Regions from separate parts of the Danio rerio genome. Here region 1 is linked to region 2. Evidence: chromatin contacts called from public Micro-C data. All regions are on one chromosome and are shown on one strand. Each heading gives the region's core, a stretch centred on a gene start, on an enhancer-like site or on the middle of the called end of the contact. The rest is flanking DNA. Distances are from core to core; before and after follow the strand shown.

Region 1 (2,700 bases), core at 34-2,533, 240 kb after region 2:
ACATTCTATAAGAGCTAAATCACTGACTCCTGTAAATGAACCTGGGCAGAATTAACTGGAAATAGCTAGGCTTATCCACCGCCTCTAACACAGTGAAAAGTAGGGCTTTCCTCTCAAGAGCCCTTCTTGGACTTTCTCAGACACCTGCTGTGGCCCTATGCTATCACTGCAAACATTTCATGCTGTCTGCGTGGAGATGGATCAATGTACACTATTAAGGAGACCGAATGTGAATTGGAAAATAAACAGTGTAGGTGCACAACAGAGAAAGAAGACGATGGCGAAGATATCCCGTTACCCACAGAATAACAGGGTTTAGTCTGTTGTGGAAATGACACTAAAAAAGCATGTTTTTTTCCACACACTGACATTAAAGTTTCTGACTGAATATGGCGTCTTTCATTTCATTGTGATGTTGTAGAGCCTGAGGCCACACAACTACTTTTCAGATACATAACAAATTAAGCAACTTACAAATGTCCACCAAACCATATTCAGTCAGGAGCCAGAGATTTCTTTTGAAAGCAACTTCTCCAATAACTATTTCTTCTGGAGGAAAACAGTGACATCAAGTGGTGGACCAAATAACAGCGTTTGATATGTCAAAACAATACAAATATTCCAAGTTTATAAACACCGTTTTGTTTAGTGTATCATGATAAACATTCTTCATTTAACAAAACTTTAAACAGCCAACTAGTTTCCAGTTTATTTTTTGTAACCTCGATTAACTAAGTTAGATTAACTTACAGTTCACATGAGATGTTTAGCACGTTGCATTTGTTATATTTAGTGCACACAACACATATTTGATATAGTGGGTTTTGTGACTTTGTTCATCTCAGTACGTTAGAGACACTGAACAATAAAAAATAAGAATTGCTAAAAAGCAAATGACTTCCGCTAAAACTAAAATAACCATTCATGATCCTATGAGTTTAGTTCTTCATCAAACATATCTAAAAACTCAGTAAAAATATTTTCCACTTACCATGTGTGAATTTTGTTATTAAATGGATAATGATAATGACTGTTGTTTGTTGTTTAAGAGAAGGTGGGTCGTCTTCCTTTATCCTCGCTGTTATGTGCCACCATCACCATAGCAACAACATCAAACGTGCTAATGACAAATAAAGCAATGAAACGGACTCCCAGTTAACGCGTAGCCTTTTTAACATTAAGACAACTTCTATTTGTGAAGTCTACTCAGTAAACAGACGACTGGGGGTTGAATATTTTGCTTAGTTCGATTCTCACTGTAACCCGGAAGCGTTCGTTTCTGACCTTTACCGCCAACTGACGCGCGCGCACATGGGTTTGTTATGGTTGGGTTTTTAACACTAGTTATGCTTCAGTGTTCATTGCTGAGCTATGCAATAATATCTCGAGCTATGTGGAAAATATTTAAATGTTAGACGGTTTAATATCCTTCTAACATTAGATTTAGCTTAAAATGTCACAAGCATTATATAATACAAGACAAGGGTCTTTTACTCTCTCCATAAAATGGTTTAATGTTTAAAGCTGAAGGTATGTCCACTCATTTCAGCAGCTGAAATGGATTCCAGTCCATTCATTTTAGATGGCGGTCTAGCAACAGAACTCGAAGCAAGTGGATTTCAGTTACAGGTAAATTAGTTATTATGACACACAGACCTATTGTCAGTAATTTAATGGTAAACTCGTACTGTGTACTGCAGGGAGATCCACTGTGGAGTGCACGAGTTCTGCATACAGATCCACAGGCTATTAAGGATGTCCATTACAGGTAATTACAAGCTTCTTTGTGCTGTTAAGCAATGAACGTTGTTTATATCTGATGTAAACCATTAAAATTAACATTACTTATACTACATGTAACTCTTAAAATAGTGTTTTTATGAGTATATACCTTTTGCTTTCAGAACTGTCCTTGTGGCAGATAATTATCAAGGTGCTGATAAAAATACAGACGTGCAGTGCACTTATTTTTAGGACTAAATTTAGGAAACTACACATTTAATGTAACTGAATAAAAGTACCAATACTTTTAAATATTAAATGCAATAACCTTTAAAAGTATTTATGTTTCAAGTTAATTGTGTTCTTCTTAACTTTCTGTTGACTAGTTTCTGTTGATTATTTAGCATCAAATCAGTATATTAGAATCAGATGTCATCATAGGAATAAATTACATCTTTAAATGTAAAAATAGAATAAAATTTCTAATAATAAAAGTAAAAAGATTCTAATAATATTTCACAATATTACGTTGTGTACTACATAGTTTCTACCCAGCCTAAGTGTGCTTAAAATGCATTATTCAACATCTTAACAAATCCCAGACTTTGACAGTTGAACATTTGCTTTCATTAATTTGAACTCCAAATATTATACCGTTTGTCATGGATTAGTGGCAAAGATAATGATGTATAATTTGACTTTTTTCTAAATAGATATCTTCAAAGTGGTTCTGATGTCATAACAACAGCTACGTATCAGGCCAGCATTGAGGGATTCGTGAAATATCTCGGTGTTCAACCTGAGGAGGCTCAGCACATGATGATGTCAGCAGTTCAGCTGGCAAAAGAGACAGTCTCTGAATTCATCTCTCAATCACCCATGTCAGGTGTGTGCTTATCATTTGTGGAAAAAATGTAGAAACCCGCCAGTTATACAAAAAATATATATATTTATCCAAACTGAATATGTTTATATACT
Region 2 (2,700 bases), core at 93-2,592:
GCTAGACTGCAATACATCAAAACAACATTGTTTACACAGGGTATATGCAGGAATCCTAAAGGTAATTTCAATACCTTTTTAAAACTTTTAAAATAAGTACTCAGAATATTTTAAGACCTTATCGCCACTTCAAGTTCTAATCAGTATCAAACTTTTCACCTAATAAAAAGTTGCTAATTAACAGCTGTAGTTAAATAAATGAATGGAGCACAACCATGCAACAGAACTCAGATAGGCTCGGAAGAAACAAAAGCTTGAAAGAATAAATTACGTGGTTGTTTTTAGCGTCAGGTTTCTCCAACCAGCAGTACACAAACTTAAATTTTCCCATTTTGCCATCAGTTTCGCTCCATAGTTTCACTACATGTGGAGAGCATCACATAACCTTCCCAAGTTTGTCGCAAATTACATGACATCATTTAATTTTATTAATGGAATAAAAACGTTGCTTTAAATGCTTTAATATCTTCAGAATATCTTTCTATTTTTATGGACTGAACTTTGTTGCTAAACATGCACATGAATGCCACATGTCAAACCATTGCAATTGTGCAGTAACAATAGAGACAGTATGTATCTCAAAAATGTCTATATTACATAACAATACAAAAGTATTTGAAGAGGTAACACTGTGTTGAATTGTCATCTCACCTTGATCTCCACCTGTTCCTCCATCTCCTTTGTTTTGATTGTAGTGTACTCCTTTTCCAATCTATGAATAAAGGCATTCAAAACGTTAAGTAAGTTTCTATGTCAACAAACATACTGAGAAAAAAAACAAATTCTTTTTAGATTGGCTAGACTCACTTTTTCATTTTCTTGGCATTGTACTTGACTTGATAAGCAGCCTGGATGACTTTGTCTGGTCCACTGTCCAGCTGATGAGGGATGACCTTCTGAAAATGCTGTAACAGAGTGAAAATGTCAATCAATGCAATTGTTGATTATGAGTTTATAATTGAGAAGAAAATATTTAAAGATACTCAACCTGCAACATTCCCTCCATGTCCAACTGCATGAGCTCAGCCTGATTCATCTGCAGGATGGCCATCCCCACACGAAACACTATCTCTAAACCCTGTAATAACATGCAGTGATGACGTTCAAGCTCCAAAAATAATTGCAGTAGCGTGATGGGACCAACAGAGGGCGATAACAGACAAATGAAATACTCAAGTGTGCTGTGTTCTCAATTAGCTTAGCATGCAAAACATACAAAAACAAAACAGACTGTAGGCGTGTTAGAGAGAGAAGGATGACAATAAAATGTCCTTACCTCACACATGAATATATCAAAGATCCTGGTGGCAACAGGAAGAGGAAAAGAGGTTAGGAAGATGGTGAGGAACCAGGATGAAGCATACATGGAGGTGTGGAAACTCTGGGCCTGGAAGTGCACATGGAGCTCTGGTAGCTGCTCCTGCAGGGAGAAAACAAGACAGAATGTAAAATCATCAGTAAAAAAAGAGAAATCATTATGCATCATTCATATAGCATGTTTGTTTTAAAGGGTTAGTTCACCCCAAAATGTAAGGTACAATATCATTTATTCTGCCTAATGTAGTTTTAAACCTTTATCAATGAGTCCCAACAATAAGCATTTTTCTAAATATCTTCTTTTGTGTTAAAAAGAAAAAAAAAAGGTTATGAACAAGTGTGAGGATTTTTACAAGATGAGGAAAGTGTACACTTTCTACACATATTTATGAGGAACTAATTCAGAGAAAGTCATCAATTTTAAAGGATAGCTGGCATGCCACTGACCTGAATCATACATTCAAACTGATACATGCAGAGGCCCAATTCAGCCATACTGGGTTTGAAAAGCTCTCTCAGCCTGTACTCCTGCATCAGTTTCACAAACACACAGAATGCTTCTTCCTCTGGCATCTACAAGAACACAATTATACACCATATTAATACAAACTAACAACAATTCCAATAGACAAACATAAATTTAAAAAAATAAAACTATAAACCAGATTATTATTACCGAAGATTACATGTTTATTAAGCACATAATAAATTAGCTTTCAATATTACTTTAAAAAGGCTGATAATACAGACTGTTAAAAAAATTATCTATAAATGAAGTATTTTTTGACAGTGTTAATACCTGCATCAGAAGAAGTCCAACAATAAAAGCACTTCCTTGACAGTAGCCCACTTCTCGATCAACCAGAGAATAAGCCTGTAAATGCCAACGTAAGGTTTAATGGAGTATCATTTATAAATATCATGAATATCATTATTATATAATTTATAAAGTCATGAGTTTAGTGCTGATCGTGTTCTGTTATTCCACCAGACAACCCTACGAGTCTCTTATCTACTCTAAACACAAACCCCAGTGACGGTGTTTTCCTTGGGTAAGTTGTCATTAAATAACATCAAACAGAAACTGATGTAAGGTGATATGTAGGGTAAAGATCTGGAGTAATACCTATAAATAACTCTGAACGATAACATCTGTGTCTTTTCAAACCCTGACTATGAAGAAAGCCTACAGTACCTTCATCACATTAAAGAGCACCTCCTGACCCAGACTGTCCTTCTCTTTAAAGAACTCGTGCTCGGGGTAGGTACGGGCAATATCTCTGCGAATGAGTTTTTCACAGGGCGAGGTCATCTTCAGCAGCTCAGAGTACTGCTCCTTTATGGGTAGGTTCTGGGCATTGCACAACAACTGCCACACTATCG

Evidence for each region. A called contact is a pair of places that touch in the nucleus more often than the background predicts.
Region 1: a Micro-C map of caudal fin shows a contact between it and region 2, with 3 times the contacts expected there. The contact joins the promoter of nme7 here to the enhancer-like site in region 2. A contact is called at or near these places in 3 of 18 Hi-C or Micro-C datasets (caudal fin, hematopoietic stem cells and an unstated tissue).

The regions. Positions count from the first base shown.
Region 1 is chr6:31,791,160-31,793,859 of GRCz12tu, forward strand. nme7 (NME/NM23 family member 7) reads right to left here and starts at 1,284. Exons shown (of 12, transcript NM_130929.2): 1 at 992-1,284. The coding sequence starts at 994. zgc:172121 reads left to right here and starts at 1,111. Exons shown (of 9, transcript NM_001114914.1): 1 at 1,111-1,315; 2 at 1,550-1,629; 3 at 1,701-1,768; 4 at 2,436-2,608. The coding sequence starts at 1,312.
Region 2 is chr6:31,546,424-31,549,123 of GRCz12tu, forward strand. evi5b (ecotropic viral integration site 5b) reads right to left here. Exons shown (of 20, transcript XM_073954150.1): 4 at 2,513-2,700; 5 at 2,117-2,191; 6 at 1,765-1,890; 7 at 1,277-1,420; 8 at 989-1,078; 9 at 808-905; 10 at 652-712. Among named protein-coding and RNA genes, the nearest start is that of gfi1ab, 36 kb to the left of the region's middle. Within about 2 kb of position 1,343, at least 8 of the 62 cell types and tissues checked have an H3K27ac peak or open chromatin away from gene starts, as enhancers often do. A contact at or near this core is called in caudal fin, where this site is marked.